Regions from separate parts of the Mus musculus genome. Here all the other regions are linked to region 2. A link is a contact called in public Hi-C and HiChIP or PLAC-seq data. All regions are on one chromosome and are shown on one strand. The core of a region is the stretch at or near the end of the contact, and the rest is flanking DNA. Distances in the headings are between cores, read along the strand shown. Region 1 overlaps Gm38934 (a long non-coding RNA gene). Region 2 holds the start of Ddx52 (DExD box helicase 52). Region 3 overlaps Tada2a (transcriptional adaptor 2A). Region 4 has its middle 9.5 kb from the start of Wfdc21.

Region 1 (3,250 bases), core at 564-3,063, 140 kb after region 2:
TCTGTAATCCCAGCACTAGCAAGGCGGAGACAGGAGGATTCCTGAGTGTTGCTGGCCAACCAGGCTAGCCAGTCTGAGAGTGAGCTCCAGATTCAGTGAGAGACTGTCTCAAAAACGAAGGAGGAGGCGCTGGAGTGATAGTTCAGTGGTGATAGCTTACCTCACGCAGAGGACCTGGGTTCAGTTCCCAACACCCACATGTAGGCTCCCAACTCTCTGTAACTCCAGTTCTGGAAGGAACCAACACCTTCTTCTGGCCTCTGTGGGTACCAGGCACACATGAGGTATACATGTATGAGTGCAGTCAAAACACTCATATACATAAAATAAGAATGAAAAAATTAGATCACAAAACTAGAGGAAGGTCAGGGTAAGGACAACACAGGCATTGACCTCTGGCTCCCATCCCATAATTTATCTCAGTTGGTATATTAATAACATTCAATTGGCAAGGGAGGTTGTTGTGGCCAAAATTTCTGACAGAGGCAACCTCGGGGAATAAGGACTTATTTTAGCTCACAGTTTGAAGGGACATAGTCACTGACATGAAGGGCATAAAGAAGGGGCCGCAGTAGGAACCCTCAGTCTGTGCTGGTTGGAGACCTAGAGCAGCTGCTTGTTTCCTGGCTGCCTGGGATTCAGAGCTGGGCTATCACCAGCAAATCACCTCCAATCACCTTTGGCCACCAAAGGTTTCACAGCCTCCCTCCGCGCACGGTGCCGCCAGCTGGGATCAAGGGTTTGGCACATGAGCCCATGGGAATTTTTTTCAGATTCAAAACCAGAACACTCTGCCTGTAGCACCTGTAGGCCCACGGTCATCTCCTAACACAAGATACATTCAGTCCTACTTAAAGAGTCTCCACAAATGCACTGTTCAAAAGTCCAACGCTCAAAGCTCTTCTAAAAGACCTTAGCCGTGAGTCGCTCTAAAATTGGGGGGAAAAAAAGTCCACCTCAATCCAAGGTACTTATTCTAATATTCAATGGCACAGAGCGAGCACTTTGCACCCAAATATGGAGATTGGGGGCATATCAAGGAAAGACCTGATTAAAGCAAGACCGAAAGAAACCCAGCAGGGTACACATACTGTAGTCCCATGTCTGCCCTCTGGGGCACACGATGGCAGGATGAGACATCCATCAGGCTTGGGGAGCCTCACCCCTGTGGCTCTGCCACCTGCAGCCATGCCTGGCCTCCCTCTCAGGCCAGTTCCACTTAGAGCCTGCTACTTTCCCTGGTCCCAGAATTTCCAGGGGTCCTCTACAACTTGGGTTGACTTTTGAGGCTTTGTACACTGAGTCCTCTGGATCTCCCTGCCCCTACAGGAAGCCTGACTGTGTTCATCACCTAAGGACAAGGCCTGGTTGTCCCTTGCTAGTGCGTATCTGGAAACCCCAGTATTCAGGTTGTGGAGGCAGAAGTGTGAGCCTAGGCTACACAGGGAAGGCCGGGCCTTAGAGAGGGCAAAAGGACAAGCTAAAGACAGCTCAAGAATTTAGAAAATTTACCTATAAAGTAGAAGAGAGGTGCAGAACAGGGAGCCAAGCTAGTGAAGCCAAATGCCACCATACAACAGCTCATGTCCCCGGAGAACAGCTGGAGGGGGTTGGGGACACAGCTGGAGCAGGCATGGGAGACCTTTTTGAATACTATCACTAGTTTCTACTTCGGTAGCCTCCAATCCGTTTCCCACAATGCGGCTCCAATGAGCTCAGTCACGTTTTCCAAGACCTTCCTTGCTCTCTCCGTTTAGCATCCTGAAGTGGCTCCTTGTGGCTTTCAAAATCAAATCTAATCTTCCGTGTGTATAAAAGGCCCTTTGTTACTGCCTCCGTGGCTTGCCTCTTCATCTCCGGCTGGTTGAGCCTCCCCAGCCTGTCTGTATTCCTCATCTCTAGCGCTGATACAGCTTCACTCAATTATTGACTCGTTTATCTGTTCTCCCTAGATTCTCATCTCCTTGAAAAGAGGATCTGAATTCGAATTGCTGTGGCAGTCGGACCGCCCAGGCTCCAGGCTCCGCTGCCTCTCGTGCTACGCTATCTCCGAACCCCAGTCTGTTTTCCCACTTGCCGTCTGGTATTTTTATCTGCGGCTCATGGCATAGAAAAGGTCCTCAAACAATGTGTGCAGAGTGATTCCATGCAGATCAGGGAAGGAACTTCCTGGGGGGAGTAAGGATAGCCTGCTTCAGTCTGTCAGGATGTTCAATTCACTTCCGGAGCAGGGGTCCGGTCCTTCTGCTCGGTCTGTGTGCCTTGAGTGTTGTGAGGATGGTCCGAAAATGTCTCGCTGTTTTCCCTCTCATGATCCACGTGTTCATCTAAGGCAGTGGTTCAAATGCTGCGACCCTCTAATTCCTCACGTTGTGGTAATCCCCTCAACCATACGTTTTTTTGTTACTTCATTTTAATTTCGCTATTGTTATGAATTGAAATGCAAATACCTGTTTTCTGACTGTCTCAGGTGACACCTCTGTGAAGGGGTTGCGGCCCACAGGTTGAGAACCACTGACCTAAGGCCTTCAGACACTCACTGATCATTCTTTGATTTTTATTTTATTATTTTTTTAAAATTACATTTGTTTATTTGCCTTTGTGTATGGAGGGGGCCTGCCACAGAGTGTGTGTTAAGGTCAGAGGACAACTTGTTCTTGCCTTCCACCAGATAGGTCCTAGGGATTGACCTCGGGTCCTCAGGCTTGGCAGCAAAGACATCCTGCTGGCTCCCTCAGAGACCCTTCTTATAAGGCTGGTAAGCAACATATTCCTTTAAGTCCCAAAGTTTTCTAAGTGTGAGTCTAATTAATTATCAGCCCCTGAGAGGAGATGAGTATGTAGCTCAATGGGAGAGCATTTGTCCGGCATGTGAAAGGCCCTGGGTTTGGTTCCCAGCTCTATAAGGAAAGGGAAAGAAGGACCAGGGGAGGCACAGGAATGTGTGCCTGTTCCACAGACGGCAACCTCGTGATCTTCTCTAAAATCCTGAGAGCCCGAAACCTTAAACAGCTTGTCATCACTCGACCAAGAGGCCCCTGCGCCACCAGAGCCCCACTCCCTTGTCAAATGAAGCTTATCTTTCTTTTTGTCCCAATATTGAAAGCAGAGTCCTACAGGGCTGTTCTACTTTGAATGGGTTTCGGGACACAAGCAAGTGGATTCCTCTCAATGTGTCAGCAGATGTATGCGGTAAGGGATGGGTGTTCTGCCACGCATCCTGTAAGAAGGCAGACATAGAAGCTTAAGA
Region 2 (3,036 bases), core at 308-2,807:
CTCCACATTAGGATTATTATTCTCCAGAAATAGCAACACCTGTCCAAAAGGCTATGCATGACCATCATTGCAGTAGCAAGTAACAGCCAGTACCTAGGTATAATCCAGATGGCATCAACAAAGGTTGCTAGGTATGTGTTGTCTGACTTACCAGCTTGCACCGTTTTGGAACTGGAAAAAAAATGAGCATTAAGCCAATACTAACCTGAAGTCATCTTCTTTCTCTTTTTCTTCTTGGGCTCCTTACTCCTTTCCAACAGGACCCCTTGTGTTTTCTCCTCATTTGGGGGCTCCTGGTGTATTTGCAATGCTCCACATTCATCTGAGACGGACTTCTTGTTTCCGAAGAAGTCTAGTCCCTTCAGGACCTCCAAAGACTCGGAATCGAATTTCCTTTTTCCTACCTAAAACCCCAAAAGTTTTAAATGAAATTTACTGCCAGAACTGTTTCCATCCAACCGTGACTGGCTGTACGGAGGACGCAGGTTCAGTAATTCGCCTTTTTAACCTTTTCAAACAAGATTCTGTTGAGCTAAGTAGTGTGTTTAGGCAAACAGAATCCTATCAACAACAACAATGAATATTTATATACATTTACTACACGTCAAGGATATTTATTAGATATTAAATTACTTCATCCTCACACCAACCCTACAAGGTAAATAGCAGTGAGACAGAAGAGGGGAAAAAAAAATCCAGGCACCAGCAAGTAACTTAGTGAAGATCTCAGAAGTATTCACTAGCAGGCCCTGCATTTGATCCCAGAAATCCCTGCTCCAGGGTTCAAATGTAACCACAACACTGCAGTCAGGACGAAGAAACACAGACATCACCCTCCACAAAGGCTGTATTTTACAGTAAGGCTTATGTTTAAAATGTTTCACAAGTGAGTCCCAACTGACTTCCTTTCATGCTCACTACTTCTTTAAGAAACCCCCCGCATATCAGGATCACACTTTTGGTTGGCTACTTAAAATGTGGTTGGTTAGAGTGATGAAAAAACAAAACAAAACACCCCAACTCTCCACTGCAGTACAGCTATCTGTACATTAAGTCAAACTTGGGTAGCTTACAGTGAAAGCGTGCTTTCTTAGTTTCTAAGAGGGGTCTCGGAAAGGATTCCAACTTTGTGAGTAAAGTAAGATACCTGGGAATCAAAATGTCTGTGCCAGGCTCAACTGAGTCTACCGGGGCTCAGTAAACAGTCCTTCAGAAGTCTGGGGTAAATCTTAGGTTAAGCTAAATCCCAGGAGGGAAATGCTTGGGGGTGATCGGAGCCTGGCCTCGGGGTCTCCAGCGCGCCGGCTGCCCGGTTGGCGGCGGTCTCAATCTCCGGATCCCGCCCCTTCTCGGTCACGCGGCTCCCCGCGTACAGAAAGTACCTGGAATCGAGTAGCGTCTGCTGAGAAGCGCTTCACGTCGAACTTGGCGCCGGCTCCAAGCCGGCGAAACAGGTCGTAGGAATCCATCTTTACCCAGAAGGCCCCACGGCCTCCCGGCGCCTGCGTTTACCACTTTCTATCCGCGACTGCTTCCGCACAGGCCGTAGCGGAAGTCGCTCCAGGAGGCGGAGCCTGGCTGTGATAGGCGTGGAAAACGTGTGAGCTGGGAATTCGTTCACAAAATCCAAAATCGACGCTTCTTGTGCGTGGGAGTGTGCTAGACGTTTAGTGATAGTTTGATGAGCAACACGCCAATATTCTGCATTTTCGGTTACCGTTTAGAAAGGACAGAGATACTATTAACCAGTTACTGTAACTGAGGAAAATGGAAAGCATCGTGAGGCAAATTAAAAGCTGTGATGGGTTGAGAAGGGGTAGAAGCTAGTTTAGTTAGATTGGTTAAATTCAATCAAATTTGAACTGAGAAGGGGCCACTTTCCCAAGACATGGGAACAGCATTCCAGGGAAGAGAAAACCCATCTGAAGAAGGAAACGGATCTGAAACCTTGTTAGAACAGAAGCCGATCTGAGTTGCTCTCCAGTGCCACAGAAAGAAGGAAAAGGGGGTGGGTGGGGGGAGGGATGAAGGAAGAAATGAAGAAAGGAAAGAAAATTGGAGTAGCTGGAGCTAAGCTTACAGGGGCAAACAAACCAGGTCTCAACGCTGTAACAAGGGCATGATGAAGTATTTAGGTTTTAATCTAAACATGCTGCAAAACCAAAATTCATGGAAGGAGCAACTATCTTAGTTTATCCCATTTGATTTTTAGATTCATTCTCATTGTGTTTGAACTACTCGACTTTTTAAGTTTTGTATAACCTGTCTTCTGGAATGTAAGTCCACAAACATGAAGATCTATTTTTGCTTTATGATTGTATCCCTGGTTCTGTTTGCTTTCCATAAATGTTTGATGAATGAATTCGTGAAAGGGCCATACATGATTATTTGGAGTTATTTGGAGAAGGGACATGGAACAGATAAGAGTAGAAATGGAGACTAAAGTAGCTGTTGCTTTTATCTGGGTTGATAGCTATTCAAATGTGGATGGATTTGGGCTACAGTTTGGATATAGAGTTTAATGTACCTGATGGAGTTTGTGTAGGGTGAGGAAATGGATCCAGAGGTAGCTAAATATTGTGGTTTGAGCTGGGATGATGGCATGCCATTTACTGAACTAAGAAGAAAGGAAGAGCAGCCTTTTGGTGAGAATGAGAATCATGGAATTGTTACGTTTGTAGACATGTAGATCTCTACTTGATTAAGTGAAGACATCCAATTAGGTACTTGGACCCAAGAGTCTGAAGCTCAGGACTGAAGGCTGGAGAAACAAAACTGGGAGACATCAAAATATAAATAATACAATGCATAGACTCAAACATCATATGTCCATATCATTTGTGGATAGATCTATGATATAGAGAGGAGAGGGGGAAAGTTCAGTTCTAGTGAGACTTTCATTCTCGAGGAGAGCAGATGTGGAGTGAGCATAAGATGTCATGAAAATCTCTTCCCTGACTCCTCCTTACAGCTAACAGTGGGGACATCTTACTCTTTTAAATATATTTACTCCCTCTCTATAAATAGTATTTTGAG
Region 3 (2,877 bases), core at 50-2,549, 160 kb before region 2:
GGTAGACTAGACTAGATGCACAGTGAGCCCTGGGGATGTGGCTGTCTCCAACTCCCCGAGAATTGTAAGTATGTGCCACCACGCCCAGCCTTTCTTTCAAGTGGGTTCAGGTTAAGAGCTTTACCGACTGATCTGTTTCCCCAGCTCCGCTTCCCATGTTAGAAATGGAGACAGCGTCTTACATAGCCTAGAGTCCCAAACTTGCCTTATAGCCAAGGAGAGTTTTGGGTTTTTTTTTTTTGGTTTTTCAAGACAGGGTTTCTCTATGTAGCCCTGGCTGTCCTGGAACTCACTCTGTTATCAGGCTGGCCTCGAACTCAGAAATCTGCCTGCCTCTGCCTCCCAAGTGCTGGGGTTAAAGGCATGCACCACCACCGCCCAACTTTTTTGTTTGTTTGTTTGGTTGGTTGGTTGGTGTTTTTTTTTTTTTTTTTTTTTTTTTTGGCAAGGATAGTTTTGAACTCCTGATTCTATGTCCAGCTCCTGGGTGCTGCATTTACTGGGATGTGTCACTTTCCTCCACACTGGAGACTGAGTGTTGTGAACTGTATGATACACAGATAACTGCTCTTAAAGAGACTATTTGGGAAGCACTGGAGATCAAGGGCGTGTCTTCCTGGCAGCACACTGTCAGTACCTTGTTTATGGCTCTGAGCTCTTTGAGTAGCCTTTCTGACAGCATAGCCATGGCTGACACATGCTGTCCCCAGCAATCTCTCAGAACAATAACTAAAGTAGTCCAAGAGCCCAAGAGACTCAGGAAGGAACAAGAAGGAACGTTTAAGCATACCTGGCACACGGAGGGGCACAGATTGGTGGGAATCGGGACATTGATTCAAGCTTGGGCTTGCTTCTGAGTCACTGTGGAATCCTGGGCAAGTCCTTGGAGTCCTGTTTCTTTGTGTCCCATATCAGTGAAGAATGACACCAATTAGTCAGGGTGTACATGTGTCCAGTGGATGATGGTGTGCAATGCAGGCTGGTGTTATTATTCCATACCATTGTACTTCTAATACAGCTGGGCATTAGCAACATTCCTTTCAGACTCCCTCACTCATAATACTGAAAGGAATTTGGGCTGATGCCAACAAGCTTTCTTTGTGTCACCCAAAGATTTGTGTTGATTCATGGAATTTATCCAATAAAGTCAGCTTTGTAGTCTATTATAGAGTCATGGGTGCAATAGAGTGATAGTTAATTACATTCCAAGTATACCAGAAGGTTCCTACCATGGGTCCAGGAAACGCATGTCCCGTACAGCAATGTCTGAGGAAAATAAGGAAGTTCTGTAGTCTCGTGAGTGGTACTGTCTCCTACCTTGTTGACATAAGCTATTGCTGGTGCAGAAAGAAACGAGGACTCATTAAGTCTCCAGTCTTGTGACACTGTGAGATTTCCAGGCAGATGCTTAGTGAGCCGGCCCACTAGGCTCACCTCTTTTTATCTGCGGAAAAAAATCTCTCTAAATATGTGGACAACCCCTTTCTTAAAATGTCCCAGGGTCCTAAACTTATGGGTGGATCGTCTTTCTGGTTATTGTCCTATAACCCAGGGAAGTGAAGGCACCAGGCACTGTGGGCTGAGTCAGGGTTTGCAAGGCTTCTCAGGGTTATATGCTAGCATAGTTTGCGCTCCCTCTGGCTGGTTGGTTTCAGACTAACTCTGTCGCCAAGGCTGACTTAGAACTTGCCCTGTGGATCAGGCTGTCCTGGAATCCTGCTGTGTCCGTCTGTTTTCACACACTGATACTTCACTCATGTGCCACCATGCCAAACATGCATGCCATCTCTCTGTGAAACTTCACTTCATCAAGGCTCCTCTGCCAGCCATGGACCCCCTTTATTCTCCACAGTGTATTTCTTCTATTTAAATTCCCAGCTTTTAGACCTTTAACTGTATACCAGAGGTCCAGCAGATCTTTCTGCATTCACTTGTTACTGTCTCTCATTTTATAGAAACCAGTTGTATATGCATAGGTAGAAATGCTATAATAATACTAACATTAATACTACTATTAATAGCTAAGATATATTTCATTTACTGTTTGCCAGGTGCCATTTTAAGTCCTTCACATATATGAATTTTTTTTCTATTGGAACAGGGTCTTGCTATGTAACCTAAGCTGCTCTCAAACTCTTTTTTTTCTGTTTTAGCCTACTGCATGGCTTATGGTATGCACCACTTCACTTAGCTCTGTGAAGTCATCTAATACTTACAAGACCCTCTGAGTTGAGAGTTACCATTATTTTGGCTTTACAGATGGAGAAACTGGAAATTATATACAAGCAGCAAGTAGCAGAACCATTCTCAAGTCTGTCCTTAGCATTGTACAATACCATCAAGATTTTGTTGGTTTTGAGGGTGTTTTGCGGGGGTAATTTATTTAGTTCTATGTGTGTGGTATGTGTGTGCATGTGTGTATGCCATGACACTAATATGGAGGTCAGAGGACAACTTGTAGGAGTTGGCTCTCTTCTTCCATCATGTGAATTTCAGGGATCAAAGTCAGATTGTCTGGTTTGGTGGTATGTGTCTTTATTACTGAACCATCTCAGTGGCCCCTCTTTTTCGTTTGTTTTTGTTTTGTTTTGTTTTTTTGGTTTTTTGTTTTGTTTTGTTTTGTTTTTTTGGTTTTTTGTTTGTTTGAGTTATGGTTTTACACTGTAGCGTAAGTTAGCCTCAAATTTAAAGCTGCTCTTCTGTGATGGCCTTCCGAGTGAGTGCTGGGATTAGAGGCAAGAGCCAGTACACCTACGACATCCATCCTTAATATTTTTGTTGCTGTTTCTTTCCTTAGCTCACATTTGTAATCTTATATAGCTGCACCACATGGAGAAGTGGGAATAGACAATGTTCTCTTTTTACATTAAAAGAAAT
Region 4 (3,095 bases), core at 417-2,916, 200 kb after region 2:
GTATGTATGTATGTATGTATGTATGTATGTTTGTGTATGTCTATGTGTGTCCATGTGTGTAGAAGCTTTCATTTAGAATGTCAATGTGGCTTTCTATGTGAGAAGACAGGTTAATACCGTCTCTGAATTTTCCCACTTTACATACATCTGACTTGTATAATAAGGCAAGAGCAGAGTGTTCTGTGCTCAAGAAAGGCTGGGAAAGTGTCTGTGATCTACTCTTCACAGACTTGAGAGCACAGAGCCTGAGCACTAACCATGGAAGTAAGGAAAGCCAGGGCAGAGCTAGGCATGCGCTCACTGGGCTGTGTGGGGTGGGGACCTGGGCAGGGCTTGGTGCTTCCACCTGGTTCCCAGGCTGGGGGAACAGACATGACCAGAGCAGACATGACCATGTCCTTCTTGATATATGATTCCACAGATCCAGGTCCTTTGGCAGCAATCTGCACAGAAATGACACCATGAACACAGACAGACCTCTGAGATATGTCCCTGGAAGGATGATTGGCAGTGAGAAAATGGGTCTGCTCCCAGACAGTATTATTATAGACTGTAGTGAATATATAAAATAATACAGTTACTGACATACCATAGAATATAAATGGGAATAATGCCTACCAAACTACTAATGGTATTTATTTCAAAAACATAAACTTACAGACAGAGCTGATCTTTTGACCTATAGTTTTGTAACACTTTAACTCTTGCATAAAATTGAAAGTTATAGATTAGCATGTATCATGTGTACATACTTGTGTGCACTGTGTGATAGTTCCATTCATATATACATGTAGTGATCAGACCAGGACCATCACCATGCGTGTCAAACACTGATCACCCTGTTTTGGGAACCTTCACTCTTTAATAGTCTTATAGTTACAGATAAGAAATTGGTGTGGACCTCAGAGTGAGGTAGTGTGCTGTGAGACCAAGGATTCAGTCTTCTACTGTGTTTTGGTGCTAATTGTCCAAACCCTTCCTCCCCTATAGTATTCCTAGATAGCTCCTGACAACCTCTGTTCTGCTCTCTACTTTCATGTTATCAACATTTTGTTCCTATAGTGAATGAGAACACACAGCATTTGTCTGCATAAGCCTGGCTTACTTCGATTAACACAGTGTCTTTTGGCTTTGGCCATGTCATTGCAGATAATAGTACATCAGTCTTTTCATGACTACACACAGTCCTACCACCAATATGTAGTTGTGTGTTTATCCACCAGTGGATACCTTGGTTGATTCCACATCCCGGCCATTGTGAATAATGCTGTAACAGGGACTGCAGATATGTTTTTGATATAATGATTTCATCTCATTTCAATGCCCAGCAGTGGGATTGCTGAATCTGATAGCAGTCTTGTTTCATGGTTTTGAGGAACTCTTGTGCTGTTTTCTGTAATAGCTGTACTAATTTACATTCCTACCGAGAGTGCCCAAATGGGAGTTCCCCTTTCTCCACAGCCTCACTAGTTTTGCTATTTTGGGGCTTTCTATAAAAGTTGCTCTGACTGGGGTGAGATGGTGTCTCCTGTGGTTTTGATTTGCATTTCCATGATTTCATCACTTTGTTTTGTACCTATCGATTCATTACCAAGGGCCAACTAAAGGCAAAAACTGCTTTGTGTCACTACAGCTCTAAACCCCAGTCAAGGGCAGACATCTAATATGCTGGGTCAAGGCCTCTGTCCTTATGTTGTTGCAATAGTAGAAATGCCGGAGTCTCTTCTTGGCAGTGGGTGCTAGGTAATGTATTTGAGAAACAGAGACAAGGGGCAGGGAGCAAGGAGTGGTCCTTGTGACACACATGTGTCCTCTTGAAGAAATGGCTTCCCTCGCTTTAATATTTGTCTGCTTCTGTTACTTATACTTAGAGAATCAACTATCAAGTTTAAGCCTTTCATTATCCAATCAGATAGTTATGGAGGCCCTACCAAAAAGAAAAAAAAACAGAGAAAAGAAAAAGATAAGGACTTTGCATCAATTTGATAGCATGAATGATATGAAGAAACTACGTGGGGCAGGAGAGAAAACCTGAAACATTTCCCGTGGACAGCAGAGAGTGACAATTGGGGATTGTAGTTTATAGAACAGCTATGGTTGTGGTGCATCTGTTCAGAGAAGGGAGGGGGAAAGGTACTAAAGTAATTGTATAGGGGTGTGGTTTCTGCCACACTCTTTCCCCAGTTAGCTCCCAAGTAAACAACACAAAGACATCAGAATTTTTTAACAACCTAAACTGGGCAGGTCCTGAGACTATTATAACCCTAATAGGCTATTAATAACCAGATAAATGCTGGATTACTTGCCAGCTGAGCCTTGATCTGTTCCATATTTGTCTTCAATGTGAGTTTCTTTTGGCCAGTTGCTAATGGTTCTTCCTCATGGTCTATCCTGCCTCATGACAACCGCCTTCTTAGCCTACCGTTTTCCTTCTCTCGCGGTCCCTACCTGTGACCCCCCCCTACTCAATCTCAAGTCCCACTTTTCTCTCTCTCCTGCCCAGTCACAGGCTCTAGCCTTTTATTATCAAATCAGAGATAATTCAGGAGCATTCTTTACAGCACATTGGTGAATAGAATGACCATATCCAGACTGCAACCCCATCGTGGGGCACAGAACTCAGCATTTGAATACACAGTGCACAAGACCAACCTCAACAAAAAGTTGCTGGGGAGAATGGGAACAGGAGGGAGAGCCAAATTAAAGAGGAGCTGCCAACCAGTCTTTTGGGGGTGCAGAGTAGGTCAATGTTTTTATGTTCCAGCATCAGAGAGCAAGCACAGGAAGTATTATTCTGATAGCATGCAGGAGAAGTGAGCACTGTGTCTATCAGTAGAGAGAGACACTGGCATCCTCATGGTGTTGGGAAACCAGAGTGCACACACGTGGTCCTGCCACACCCACCCGCCATGGCCTAGCTATGAGGCTCCTGTGTCTAGGGGGATGAGGCCCAGGTTTTCTGAGTTAATGCTCATGGCTAAATGATGGCTTCACCTTACACATACTTTTTATTTTTAGACTGACAAGATGCTTGAGGAGTGGACTTGTCATCTACAATTCCACTTTCCTGACCATGGAGAAGGAGAAAGTGTGAG

The links. A called contact is a pair of places that touch in the nucleus more often than the background predicts. HiChIP or PLAC-seq counts read pairs in DNA pulled down with a chosen protein or histone mark.
Region 1: a Hi-C map of extraembryonic endoderm stem cells shows a contact between it and region 2, with 4 times the contacts expected there. The contact joins the enhancer-like site here to the promoter of Ddx52 in region 2. A contact is called at or near these places in 30 of 39 promoter capture datasets (the 3T3-L1 cell line, 3T3-L1-derived adipocytes, the C10 cell line and 18 more), 6 of 15 datasets of contacts at CTCF or cohesin (the NIH/3T3 cell line, large pre-B cells, liver and 2 more), 154 of 484 Hi-C or Micro-C datasets (the 3T3-L1 cell line, 3T3-L1-derived adipocytes, the 4T1 cell line and 101 more), 54 of 115 datasets of contacts at active chromatin or transcription factors (the 230-238 cell line, the HPC-7 cell line, the SCID.adh cell line and 38 more) and 5 of 9 other capture datasets (adipose tissue, embryonic tail, liver and 2 more).
Region 3: a contact with region 2 is called in an HNF4G HiChIP or PLAC-seq map of pancreatic cancer cells. The contact joins the enhancer-like site here to the promoter of Ddx52 in region 2. A contact is called at or near these places in 5 of 39 promoter capture datasets (the HPC-7 cell line, embryonic stem cells and liver), 13 of 484 Hi-C or Micro-C datasets (embryonic stem cells, extraembryonic ectoderm, liver and 1 more), 4 of 115 datasets of contacts at active chromatin or transcription factors (bone marrow-derived macrophages, embryonic stem cells and pancreatic cancer cells) and 1 of 9 other capture datasets (pancreatic islet).
Region 4: a contact with region 2 is called in an H3K27ac HiChIP or PLAC-seq map of microglia, with 3 times the contacts expected there. The contact joins the enhancer-like site here to the promoter of Ddx52 in region 2. A contact is called at or near these places in 6 of 39 promoter capture datasets (the C10 cell line, hematopoietic stem and progenitor cells, liver and 3 more), 2 of 484 Hi-C or Micro-C datasets (cortical neurons and double positive thymocytes), 6 of 115 datasets of contacts at active chromatin or transcription factors (the 230-238 cell line, bone marrow-derived macrophages, forebrain and 3 more) and 3 of 9 other capture datasets (adipose tissue, liver and macrophages).

What each region holds. Positions count from the first base shown.
Region 1 is chr11:83,803,399-83,806,648 of GRCm38.p6, reverse strand. It overlaps Gm38934 (a long non-coding RNA gene), which reads left to right. Exons shown (of 3, transcript XR_880088.2): 3 at 1,953-2,276. Among named protein-coding and RNA genes, the nearest start is that of Gm38934, 6.0 kb to the left of the region's middle. Within about 2 kb of position 1,813, at least 4 of the 459 cell types and tissues checked have an H3K27ac peak or open chromatin away from gene starts, as enhancers often do. A contact at or near this core is called in the N1E-115 cell line and extraembryonic endoderm stem cells, where this site is marked.
Region 2 is chr11:83,940,611-83,943,646 of GRCm38.p6, reverse strand. It overlaps Ddx52 (DExD box helicase 52), which reads right to left and starts at 1,557. Exons shown (of 15, transcript NM_030096.2): 1 at 1,383-1,557; 2 at 206-404. The coding sequence starts at 1,469.
Region 3 is chr11:84,099,548-84,102,424 of GRCm38.p6, reverse strand. All of the region lies in intron 8 of Tada2a (transcriptional adaptor 2A), which reads left to right. Among named protein-coding and RNA genes, the nearest start is that of Tada2a, 29 kb to the left of the region's middle. Within about 2 kb of position 1,299, at least 21 of the 459 cell types and tissues checked have an H3K27ac peak or open chromatin away from gene starts, as enhancers often do. A contact at or near this core is called in pancreatic cancer cells, where this site is marked.
Region 4 is chr11:83,735,847-83,738,941 of GRCm38.p6, reverse strand. No RefSeq gene overlaps it. Among named protein-coding and RNA genes, the nearest start is that of Wfdc21, 9.5 kb to the left of the region's middle. Within about 2 kb of position 1,666, at least 57 of the 459 cell types and tissues checked have an H3K27ac peak or open chromatin away from gene starts, as enhancers often do. A contact at or near this core is called in the 230-238 cell line, bone marrow-derived macrophages, liver and 1 more, where this site is marked.